Regions from separate parts of the Mus musculus genome. Here regions 1 and 3 are each linked to region 2. Evidence: chromatin contacts called from public HiChIP or PLAC-seq and capture Hi-C data. All regions are on one chromosome and are shown on one strand. Each heading gives the region's core, a stretch centred on a gene start, on an enhancer-like site or on the middle of the called end of the contact. The rest is flanking DNA. Distances are from core to core; before and after follow the strand shown.

Region 1 (3,941 bases), core at 1,257-3,756, 570 kb before region 2:
TGTCACTGAGTTGCAGATTAACAGGCAAAAGGTGAAGAAATCCCCAGAAATGAGCTCCCTGGTTGATAATAAATACCAAGCAGTCAGCCCTGAAACCATGTCCATATAAGCAACAGTAAGCAGACTCGGTGGGTTGTATTTATACTTATTTGTTGGATGCACATGCACTCTGTGTGTGTGTGTGTGTGTGTGTGTGTGTGTGTGTGTGTGTGTAACAGTAAGACAAAGAAGCCAAGAAACTGAGAGGAAGTGGAGCGAGAGGGGTGTGGGATAGTTTGGAAGAGGAAAGGGAAGGAGGAAATCATGTAATTATATTTAATTAATTGTTTAAATTAAATAGAAAAAGGGGACAAGAATGTGGCTCACTCAACCTAAAATGGAATGAAGTCTTTACAAAAGGGTTAACAGAATATTTGTTAAATTTAGAGAACACTGAAAAGAAAGAATAGTAAGAATTACCAATGGTAATATTTGTAAATATATAAACTTTTTTTTCTCAGCTCTGCTTCCCACCCTTGCTGTAGTGTATAAACCACCTTTGAACTTCATTACAATCAATTAAATGTAGCTCCCATGCATTTTTGGACAGAAAAAGAAAGAAAGAAAGAAAGAAAGAAAGAAAGAAAGAAAGAAAGAAAGAAAGAAAGAAAGAGGGGGAGGGGAGGGGAGGGGAGGGAGGGAGGGAGGGAGGGGGGTTTTCTAAATGGGCCTGTTTGCATTTAATCCTGTTCCCACTGTCAGATTTCCAAGTTACCCACCCGAACCCTGATCCTCTAAGGGTGAAATGGCCCAAAATGAACAGACCTGTCTCTCCGTAGGTGATTCTGTAATAGCGCACAGAGACGGCAGGGGGTTCCCAACTGATGAGCAGGCTGGTGGGGGTGGAGGCAATGACCTCCAGATCTCTCGGAATATCAGAAACTAGAAAAAAAAAAATCACAGGAAAACTTCACATGTATAACTTCCAAAGAAAGCTCAGGTTCACTTTGTCCTTTCCCAGATAACGATTACACACATCCTCTTCAAACAAAAATCTAAATGCAACACTGAATTAGCAGAGTTAAATTCTATGGCGAGGTCAAGGGAAGGGGCTATGGAGACCATCCCAATTGTGAATTCCTTTTTTCCTCAACAGTCTCTTTGGGAAATAATTTAAATCACAGAAGTTATAAAAACTACAGCAGCACTCACCATGCACTTTTCTTTTTTCTTTTGGTTTTTGAAGACAGGGTTTCTCTGTGTGTTATAACAGCCCTGTCTGTCCTGGAACTCGCTTTGTAGACCAGGCTGGCCTGGAACTCACAGAGATCCCACCCCATGCACCCTTAACTATGTGTTATTTGGAAATAGTGGTCACACACGCCCCTATTCACAGCTAAGCTACAGATTGTTCTGATAACAGGTCTCCCAGTCATTGTCACTGAAAATATATCTATCTGTGCTTAAAGCCAAAATCTAGGGCTTGACTCACGCCACACAGAGCACTCCACCACTACACTACATCCACTGCACCCCTTTAAAAAACTTTTATTTACTTTGAGATGAGCCTCACTGAATTGCACAGGCTAACTTTGAACTCACAGTAGCCCAGGATGGCCTTCTTGCTCCAGCCTCCCAAGTACCTGGGATTACACATCTGTGCTACCAAGCCCAGCTAACGAAACAAAAATCATAGGTTTACAGTAACTTTGGTACCATATTATGGTTTTGTATGAAACCTTCTTAAAAACCAGTAAATATCCATGAGTAGTAGTAGCTCATGCCTGTAACTCCAGCACTCACAAGTCAAGGCGAAGTATCTTAGATAAGCTTGGGCTACAGAGCCAGCTTCTGAGTCAGTCTGGGCTATGACGCTCTCTCAAACCATCATAAATAAAGACTGACCAGCAAAAACACCAGAACATAGCTGAACCAGGTGACAATCTCTCAGAGAAATAAATATGTTTTTAGAGGGAGAAATGTTTACCACACAGTCTATCACTGTCCTCTTTCCCTTTTTATTGAGATAAGATCTTGTTGTGTAGCTCTGGCTAGTCTGGAACTCACTCTGTAGACCAAGCTGACCTCCAATCCAGAAATCCACCTGCCTCCAAGCGCTGGGATCAAAGGCGTGCGTGCGTGTGTGTGCGTACGCGTGCGTGTGTGTGTGTGTGCGCGTGTGTGCGCGCGTGCCTGCGTGCATGAGCGCGCACAGCTGCGCCTGGCTCCACCACTGCTCTTTGTGTCTAACATGAAGCTTTTTCACAGTCTACACCAAACCTATACAAAGTCCACACCAAGGGATTTCTTTGCGGATTAAAAAAACAAAATTACCTGTGGCTTGCTGGCCAATCAGTGGCGGGCTCTCCTCTCTGCCATTAACAGCAATGATGCTGACAACGTACTCGGTGCCCGGATTAAGGTTGGTGAGGGTGATGGAATTCCGCGAGGGCGGCACTCGATCCTGCCTGGGTCTTCCGACAGAATGCTCGGCGTGATGGCGGATGATGTAGCCGGTGATGGGGGCCCGAGGAGCCACCCAGTGGACAGTGAATGAGTTGGCGGTGATATCAGAAGAATCAAAACCAGTTGGGGAATCGAGACCTGTTTTTCCCACCCAAGGAGGGGAGCAAAAGACAACAACCACGAGCTTAGACATCGAGGATGGAGGATGTGGGGAACGCAACTGACACTGTTATACGGGACTGATAGCTGACCGCAATCAGCTTACACAAGCATTTCTTTCTTTTTTTCCTTTTAAAAGTAATTGAAACAATATGTAAAATTATAGCCGATTTCTACATTATACCGAAACACTGATACTTCTGAGGGCTTCAGCGTTGTTCTGGGTAGCTTTATATCATAAACTTGACCAAGCTAAAGTTATCTAAGAGGAAGGAGTCGTTAATTAAGAAAATGCCTCTGTAAGATCTAGGCAAGCTTGTAGGGCTTTCTCTTTATCAGTGATTGACAGGGCAGGGCCCTGCCCACTGTGGGCGGGACAGTGCCTTCTCTGGGCTCATGGTCCTGGATTCTATAAGAAACCAGGCTGAGCAGGTCATGGTAGAAGCCAGTCAGTAAGCAGCACTCCTCCATGGCCCCGGGTATCAGCTCCTGCCTCCAAGTTCCTGCCCTGCTTGAGTTCCTGTCCTGGTTTCCCTGCAGTGATGGACTACAGTGTGGAAGTGTAAGTCGAATAAACCCTTCCCTCCCCAGTTTGCTATTGATCATGGTGTTTCCTCACAAATATCACAACAACCTTAACTAAGACAAGAAACCAGTGAAATTCACAAGGAAACCAGGGAACTCTATTGTTATGTTAAACAAAGTAACATTATTATGTTAAACAAAGCAATCCAGTCTCAGAAAGACAAGTGGAGTTTTCTGGTACCTGGATCCTAGCTTTAATTTTTCATATGTGTGTATAGAGCATCTACATGTATGTGCAGAGCAAAGGTCCTGAAACTAGAAAAAGGAATGTGGGGAGAAGAGAAGGTGCTTTAAGGCGGAGAGGGTAGAAAGTGAAAAGGGTCATAGGATAGAGGTGACAAGATGACGAGAGTGAAAACGGGGCTGTACATTACTACAGGGAGAAAGGGGACCAGGAAGGATGACAGGGGGCAAGGAGAGGAACGGAAGAGGAACATCAACAGAGCATGTGAAAATACCATGGCAAAACCACTACTCTACAATAACTAAAATTAATTATTAATTAGTTGTAATTAATTATTGTCATCATAAATTAATTAATAAATTAAAAGTAATGTATCAATGCCACAAAAGGTGGAGATGCAACTATAGACTCAACCTATCATTTTGTTGCTTAACGTTGGTAGCTAACGTGGCTCACCTGTTTTCTGCCTTCCCCGGAGAGGGATGCTCTCATGTTGTTCGTAGACACTGGAGACACTGACTAAGTATTCTGTCCCAGGCAGGAGATCTGAAGAGGCAAAGTGGGATTT
Region 2 (3,843 bases), core at 380-2,879:
CCTCTGCCTGGGGAAGCAAAGACACAATGAAACGTGACTGCACACAGCAGTTCACACAGACACACACACACTCACACAGACACTCACACACACACAGACACTCACACACACACACACACTCTCACACACACACACACACACAGACACTCACACACACTCACACACACACACACACTCACACAGACACTGACACATACACACTCACACACTCACACAGACACTCACACACACACACTAACACAGATAATGACACACACACACACTCACACAGACACTCACACACACACACACACATACACTCACACACACACACATACACACACACTCACACACACACCATTAGAAAAAATTAGTGACATTTACCAACTTTATGCACAAAAAGAGCATACTCAATATAATATGACCAAGTATTTTACTATTTATTTTTGCAGATTGTCAAGCCTGGATTAAAACCCAGCCCACAGTCTCAAGTCTTTCCTGCAAGCCCCTGCCATCCCCACTCTTAGAGCTCCTCAGAGTCCCCCAAAGTTTATGTGGCCGTTTGGAAAGAGACCAGAGCGAATAGCTAAGAAGGCCACGTCCCCGAGGGACGTCTAGATGTACCCTTTTGCACCTATTTTCAATATTTTTTCTGGTAAGGTCAACTGAAGCTAGGGGAAAAAAAGAAAATCAGGTAAAAATGAAGCCTGAAGAAACAGAATCACATTCCGTTGGACGAGTGAACAGATAAGATGCGGTGGCTGTAGGAAAGGCTGCGTCCATCACACCCCTCTGGGATGGCTGGCCTGGGTTACCTGGGCCTGGGTAACCATCAAGGGTGTCAGATCTCCTGGATCTGAGTCACACACTGCACAGCCAGTACTAGCAACCTGTGGTCCCAACACACACTTCTGCACGCTGGAAGCTGCTTACAACGAAACACACACGGCTTAGGGAAGGGGGAGCTCAGCTCGTCTTAACTCAGGTCCACAGAAAATCACCCCGAGTTAAGAGCTTTGATAACAAAGACAATAAACTAGGGGGGAAAAAAAAGCTGGGTGTGACTTTTCCTCACCTGATCCATAATTAAACTTGGCAATTATTTGTGCCTGCTGGTATTCATTAGCTACATGGACTGACTCTTAAACTGCACAACCATAAAGTGGCACAGCCAAACCAGCATGCGTAACAATTGCTGATGGAACAACAGGTATCCAGGAGCCCTGCACCCTGATGATCCCTTTCCCCGGTATCCTAGGGACCTGAAGGCTGAGCTGCAGCTCTCCACCCCCTCCAGAACTGAAGGATCTCCTATTTCCCACACAGGTGCAATCAAAGCCAGCAAACAAGCCGCAAGCCTCTTCTGCATACTCGTCAGAACCCTCCCGTGATCCCCAGCTGAGTCACACTGACAGCAGGAGGTCCCAGTGGGTCTGTGGCGAGCCTCTCAAGCAATTAAGAGCTGATTTCATTTATTCTGAGAGAAGCAAGACCGACAGAGGGCAGGAGTCAGGGCAGGAATGTTTACAAGGACAGAGTGGGGGGGGGGGGAGGGGGAAGGCTACAATAAAGCTCTGGAGTAAGCGACTGGCTTCACTGCAAGCGACTAACGTGACACTGCAAACACACATGTGACCGATGGCTTCATCACGCTTGAGCCAGTCCACTTTGGAGGAGTTCCACAGAGCCTGCTTCGGCCACTCATAGACACACACCCTCCCTCATCCCCACCCAGTTTCCAGAGCACTCAAGTAAAGCAAAGCCAATCAGTTTAGAAAAGCATGGGGCGGGGGGAGCGGGGGGGGGGGGCAAATCATCACGGATTATGCTATAAGTACTAGGGAGAATTTTTTCTTTAAATAAAGCCCATGACGACAAGGTAACACATCTGAATTGTATCCAGGCAGTAAGGAAACTACAAGGGCACAGCAGCATCTGTGTACTCAGATGAGATAGGCACACCTTTCCATTCAGCAAGCAGACAGACAGCCTTTCTCAGATATATATACCCATGATCCTCTTCTCTAGCCAGGCTGCACACCACCTACTAGAGCAGCCATTTGTGATGTACTAACTGTACTTTCACTGGGAAAGTGGCTGACGGGTAAAGCGTTTGCTGCACTCGCTGGAGGCCCTGAGTCTGGATCCTCAGCACCACACACAGTTGGGCAGGGTCTATCAAGGAACCCGGTGATCACTGAACAGGGATACAGGCAGAGGCTGGCCTCTGAGAACCAGGGGTCCTCCATCTCTACCTCCTCACCGCTGAGCTGGAAGGTAAACGCCACCACGGCCAGCTTTCAATATGGGAACTGAGATCTGAACTCAGATCCTCAAGCACTTTACCCACTGAGCCACCCGGCCAGTCCCCAGAATATTTGGCCAAATACCTGTACATTGTAGCCCAAATACGTTGACATATAAAATTAACCTTAATATAAATCAATCAATCAATCAGCCGGGCAGTGGTCCTCAATAAGCTTGGCATTAGTCCTCAGTGTTTTGAATGTATACAGGGTCAACTGGTTGGTTGCTTTGTTTGTTTTTAAAATAAGACTTTTAAGACACATTTGTAGTTTTAGTTTCTTCTCAACTCCATCTGCCTTCTGTACCCGGAGGTAGAATCTTACCAGCAGATTGTCTTGAGCCCACCTGCCGACTAAGAAGAGCCTTCCTCACACACACTAACCCACAGAGGCCTGGCCCTCTGCTTCAGGGACAGGACACAACGGCTATGGAGGAAGCCGGCCAGTTTCTGCCCAGCTGGTCCTGCCTACATCACAGAGCTGCTGGTGTTTGTAAGTACATTTACCACTTCCACAAACCTTCCCTCCTGCAGCTTCAGACGGAAGTCAATGAGGACAGAGCCTCAAAAACAGCCCCACAGCAATGGCGGCCCTTGCCTTCTAATCCCAGCAGGTTCGGCAGCCTAAAGCAGGAGGTTATCAAGCCTGAGACAAGCTTGAGAGATTTCCAGGCCAGCCTGGACAATGGAAAAAGACAGACTCCTAAACAAAAAATAAAATAAAATAAAATAAAATAAAATAAAATAAAATAAAATAAAATAAAATAACAAAAGGCAAAGGCTACTGAGATGGCCCAGCAGGTAAGAGTGCTCACTGGCAAATCTGACGACTTGAGTTTAGGCCCTGAGACTTACATACGCAAAGGCCTGGAGACTAAAGAATAGATAGCTGCCAAAGACTAGGAACGTGCTAAATGTCACTACACAGAACATTCAGCGTTGAAAATGCCCTGGGAGACTGTGTGCCTGCAAGCATAAGGCCCTGAGTTCCGTCTCCTGAACCAATGGAAGCAGGGGCAAGCATGGCCTGGCGAGCTGGCTCACAGGTGAAGGTGCTTGCCGCCAAACCTGAGTTCAATCCCCAAACCCACTCCAACAAGCTGTCCCGTGACTTCCACAAGCGTTCTGTTTTAAGGGACATAAAACATCCAGGTGTAAGGGCGCATGCTCATGACATCAGCACTCAGGAAGCAGAGGGCGGAGGGGACTAACTCCTACAAATTGTCCTCCCCATATGCACATACAGTGTCCTCCCCCCCAAAAAAAAGATAAAGAAAAGAATATAAGCCAGGGGTGGGGGCAGATGTTTGTAATCCCTGCACTGAGTGGGGACAGGGCTTGTGAGCCACCAGTCTAGTCTACTTAGTTCCAGGTCAGTGAGAGATTATGTTTAAAAAACCAAGGTAGACATACCTGAAGGATACCACCTGGGGTTGTCTTTAGCTTCCACATGCATACTCAAACAAATTACATACACACAAACACATTGTATATATTTCAAAAGAGAGAAGATAATTAAATGGTAAGTGCTGTTATGTGTATTTTACAGGAACGGAGGG
Region 3 (3,624 bases), core at 33-2,532, 610 kb before region 2:
CAAGCTTATCTTTTTCTTTATTTTTAAATTTTCATTGCATGTACTCAATATATATGATACTGTATAACATAAGGACATTTTCATGCATACAGTGGATATTGTATTTAACCATACATTCTCCCCCTCTCCCCCTTTTAGTCCTCCCCACTCTCTTCTCTTTCTTCCCATAGACAGTTTTTTCTTCTTTCATATTGTACATACTGTGGATTCATGATTTTATATATCTATAGATCTAGGGAGCACAAGCAAAATAGAATATTTGTGTTTCTGAGAGTGGTTAAGTTATTTACTTAATATGATTATCCTCAGTTACATTCATTTTTTTCACAAGCAACATAACTTCATTCTTCTGTGTGTGTGTGTGTGTGTGTGTGTGTGTGTGTAGTCTGGGCTGGCCTTGAAGCCCAGGTCATCCTTCATTGACCTCTGAGTGCTGATTGCTGGGACTGCAGGCCTCCTGTATCTTTTTTGTAGCTAGTGTAGCTGTCTGTAGCTGACACCCTTCGCATGCTTAGAGTGCACACTTGCTTCATTGTTCTCCTTGCTAATTTGTACCAAAGGTGACGTTTTACAGACTTAATGCTGAATGTTGGCTTTAGAGTTTGCAAAAAAAAAAAAATTATTTATTTCCAAAACTATTTCTTTGTGTACACCAGGCTGACCTTGAACTCACAGACATCCACCTGCCAGGTACTGGAATTAAAGGTGCATCATTGCCACCAGGTGCAAAATATTTTTAAATTTTAAAATATTTTTAAATAGCTTCTTAAAATGTTTTCGGCAAAGCAAGAAATACTATAATTTGACTTTTCCAGAATAGCAGTGGTTATATGTACATCATAGCAGTGCACAACGTATATGAAAATTAATCTTCATGTTAGTTCTGATCCTGAATCTTATATCCTCAGTTAAAGAAATTCCAACCAAAAAGTATTGTCATTTTCAAATGAAGAGCGTGTCTCATTGTGTTGCTGAATGGTTGTTATCAGTGTGAGAGTGACACATGGGACTGCAGAGAGTGCACTGCAGTAGTCACAGCTGTGCTCACGTGGTTCAGTCTTGAGTAAAGTATGACTGTGCAGCATAATTTGTCCATCTGGCTGTCACTGAGGGACCTAACTGTATTAGGTCTGTCACATTATATCCGTACCTTAAAATCAAGAGATTTCTAAAGCCTGGTGAGACTTAGCTGTCCTGTTTGTTTCAGCTGCCGGAGTCTGCACTCAGAGACCTCATTGTCGCCACCGTCGCTGTCAAGTATACTCAGTCTAATTCGGTGTGCTATGCCAAGGATGGGCAGGTAACCAAGCTGTTGGGACAGAAGAGTAAGCAGAACAGAACAGTAGGCAAAAGCCTTGGTGCCGGGAAAGGGAGATTTGCCAAGTTTCTCTTCCTGCTGTGTCAGTCAGGATTTACTCAGCACCTTAGTAGACTTGAAAACTAGCCAGAGCCAAGTACTGCACTTGGGTACACTGGTTCCTGCTTAGAGGAAGCTGCCTCGGGTGGGGCTAGTAAGACTGGTTTACACACACACACACACACACACACACACACACACTCACACACAGCTCATCAGAAGAGCCTTTCAGGATTTTCATGGTTGCCAGCTATGAAGTTTGCCAGTTTTAGTCACTAAATCCTGACAGACTGTGGTCTCTGGTCCTTGGGCAGGATCTCCAGAGCCAGCAAAGCCACTCAGAGTGGAAGCTTCACTACTGTCATTCTTTGAAAAGACAGTGTTGCGGGAGAAATGTCATTGATTGCTAACGTCCGTGTTCCTTAGGTTATTGGCATCGGAGCAGGACAGCAGTCTCGGATACACTGCACTCGCCTTGCAGGTGATAAGGCAAACTCTTGGTGGCTTCGGCACCACCCACGAGTGCTGTCCATGAAGTTTAAAGCCGGGGTGAAGAGAGCAGAGATCTCCAATGCGATTGATCAGTATGTGACCGGCACTATCGGTGAGGTGCGGACTGATTGGCTTCCCAGTGGACCGTGTTGCGGTCGTCTCATGTATGACAGTCTTCCACCATCCTACCACAGAGAGGCTTCTCAAAACCCTCAGTAGTGTGAAATGCTTAAAACACCTTCCTCACCCCTGTCAACCTCACTGCTGCGCCCACAAACCTCTGAACCACAAACCTCTGCTTCCTGGGTAATGAATTCGGATTAATTTTATAGGCCCGTACTTCCCCTATGGGTTATAATATTGTCACTGCAGGGCTGTTCTTCTCCATCTGCCAGCATCCCCTAGTGTCAGCAGAGGTGACATTAGACTTGAGCCACACGTGATCTGATAGCTGGTCACCAGGGGCCTTCTCCTACCACATTTATACAAAAGCCCTTAGCAGCTCCGTGTGGTTTTGGTACTATTTCTGGTTTTGTTTGGTTTCATGTAAGATGGTGGCTCTAGTGTAGGCTGAGCTGCACTGCAGCTGTGAGTGCAGGATTGTCGGCATGCTCCATTGCAGCCTGCAGAAGGCCTTATTACTTACCACCTCTGCACTGGGATTACACTTCATGGTCAGCTTGTGAGGTGACAGCATCAGATAGTAGTAAATGCCGTGCGTCTCTTTGATTTGCCTGCGGCTGACTTTATACCTGAAACAGTTGTACATGTAGTTCATGTACACAGACATCAGTTATTATCCAGGTCCTAGGTTAGACATGAAGCATTGTCTTAAATGGTTTGGTGAAGGTATATAAAATTACAGATTTAACTTTGAGAGTCAGGACTATTGTAGGTTTTAGGATAAACAAAAGTACAATCTATTCTCTTTGGCAACCTAAGAATGACCTTTCCTTAATGAACATGTTTTTAAAACATCAAAGAACCTCGGCGTGTTGTTTAGTGAGCAGACAGGAGAATGCCCTAGTGGTTGCTGGCCTTGTGCTCTCATTGGATTGCGCTAACAGTGATGCTGGGCTCCCTTTCCGTCCCTGGCTCCCTAGGGCGAAGACCTGGTGAAATGGGAAGCACTGTTCGAAGAGGTTCCTGAGTTACTCACGGAGGCGGAGAAGAAGGAATGGGTGGACAAGCTGAGCGGCGTGTCTGTCAGCTCCGACGCCTTCTTTCCTTTCAGGGATAATGTGGACCGAGCTAAAAGGGTAAGCAAGAACTGGAGTGTGCTGGGGACGTAGAATTGTAGGGATGATTTCAGATAGCCCCTTAGAGTCTGGGGATGTGCACAGGCCACTCGAGCAGTCGATGCCTGGCCTCAGTTTCAGTTCCTAGCTTCACAAAACGAAATTGTGCTTCCTGTGTTTTAGCTTCCTAGAGTCGCATCGGAAAGCTATGTCGGTTTGATATAAGTGAGCTATTTTCCTTCCCTGTGTGATGTAGGCAAAATCCAAATTCTCTTGCTTTGTCTGGATATTTCATCGTTAGCTTATGCTTTTTTAAAGATTTATTTTTATATATTTTTATATTTTATATACATGCATGTACTTATGTATGTATTATGTGTACCTTCCTGGTGCTCATGGAGGCCAGAAGAGGGCGTCAGAGACCCTAGACTGGAGTTACAGATGGTTGTGAGTGCTATGTTATATGGGTGCTGAGAACCAATCTTGAATTCTTTGGGAAAGCAGCCAGTGCTCTAAACCATTGAGTCCTCTCTCCCA

Evidence for each region. HiChIP or PLAC-seq counts read pairs in DNA pulled down with a chosen protein or histone mark. Capture Hi-C pulls out chosen DNA fragments and counts their contacts.
Region 1: a contact with region 2 is called in a capture Hi-C map of embryonic stem cells, with 6 times the contacts expected there. The contact joins two enhancer-like sites. A contact is called at or near these places in 2 of 115 datasets of contacts at active chromatin or transcription factors (both in embryonic stem cells) and 2 of 9 other capture datasets (adipose tissue and embryonic stem cells).
Region 3: a contact with region 2 is called in an H3K27ac HiChIP or PLAC-seq map of hepatocytes, with 9 times the contacts expected there. The contact joins two enhancer-like sites. A contact is called at or near these places in 1 of 484 Hi-C or Micro-C datasets (liver), 4 of 115 datasets of contacts at active chromatin or transcription factors (differentiating embryonic stem cells, embryonic stem cells, extraembryonic endoderm stem cells and 1 more) and 2 of 9 other capture datasets (embryonic stem cells and pancreatic islet).

What each region holds. Positions count from the first base shown.
Region 1 is chr1:71,607,100-71,611,040 of GRCm38.p6, forward strand. It overlaps Fn1 (fibronectin 1), which reads right to left. Exons shown (of 46, transcript NM_010233.2): 27 at 3,830-3,919; 28 at 2,314-2,583; 29 at 805-921. Among named protein-coding and RNA genes, the nearest start is that of Fn1, 44 kb to the right of the region's middle. Within about 2 kb of position 2,507, at least 4 of the 459 cell types and tissues checked have an H3K27ac peak or open chromatin away from gene starts, as enhancers often do. A contact at or near this core is called in embryonic stem cells, where this site is marked.
Region 2 is chr1:72,181,777-72,185,619 of GRCm38.p6, forward strand. The region is part of intron 2 of Mreg (melanoregulin); the gene reads right to left. Among named protein-coding and RNA genes, the nearest start is that of Mreg, 29 kb to the right of the region's middle. Within about 2 kb of position 1,630, at least 79 of the 459 cell types and tissues checked have an H3K27ac peak or open chromatin away from gene starts, as enhancers often do. A contact at or near this core is called in embryonic stem cells, hepatocytes and liver, where this site is marked.
Region 3 is chr1:71,574,834-71,578,457 of GRCm38.p6, forward strand. Atic (5-aminoimidazole-4-carboxamide ribonucleotide formyltransferase/IMP cyclohydrolase) reads left to right here. Exons shown (of 16, transcript NM_026195.3): 13 at 1,208-1,300; 14 at 1,784-1,966; 15 at 2,953-3,108. Among named protein-coding and RNA genes, the nearest start is that of Atic, 19 kb to the left of the region's middle. Within about 2 kb of position 1,283, at least 18 of the 459 cell types and tissues checked have an H3K27ac peak or open chromatin away from gene starts, as enhancers often do. A contact at or near this core is called in hepatocytes and liver, where this site is marked.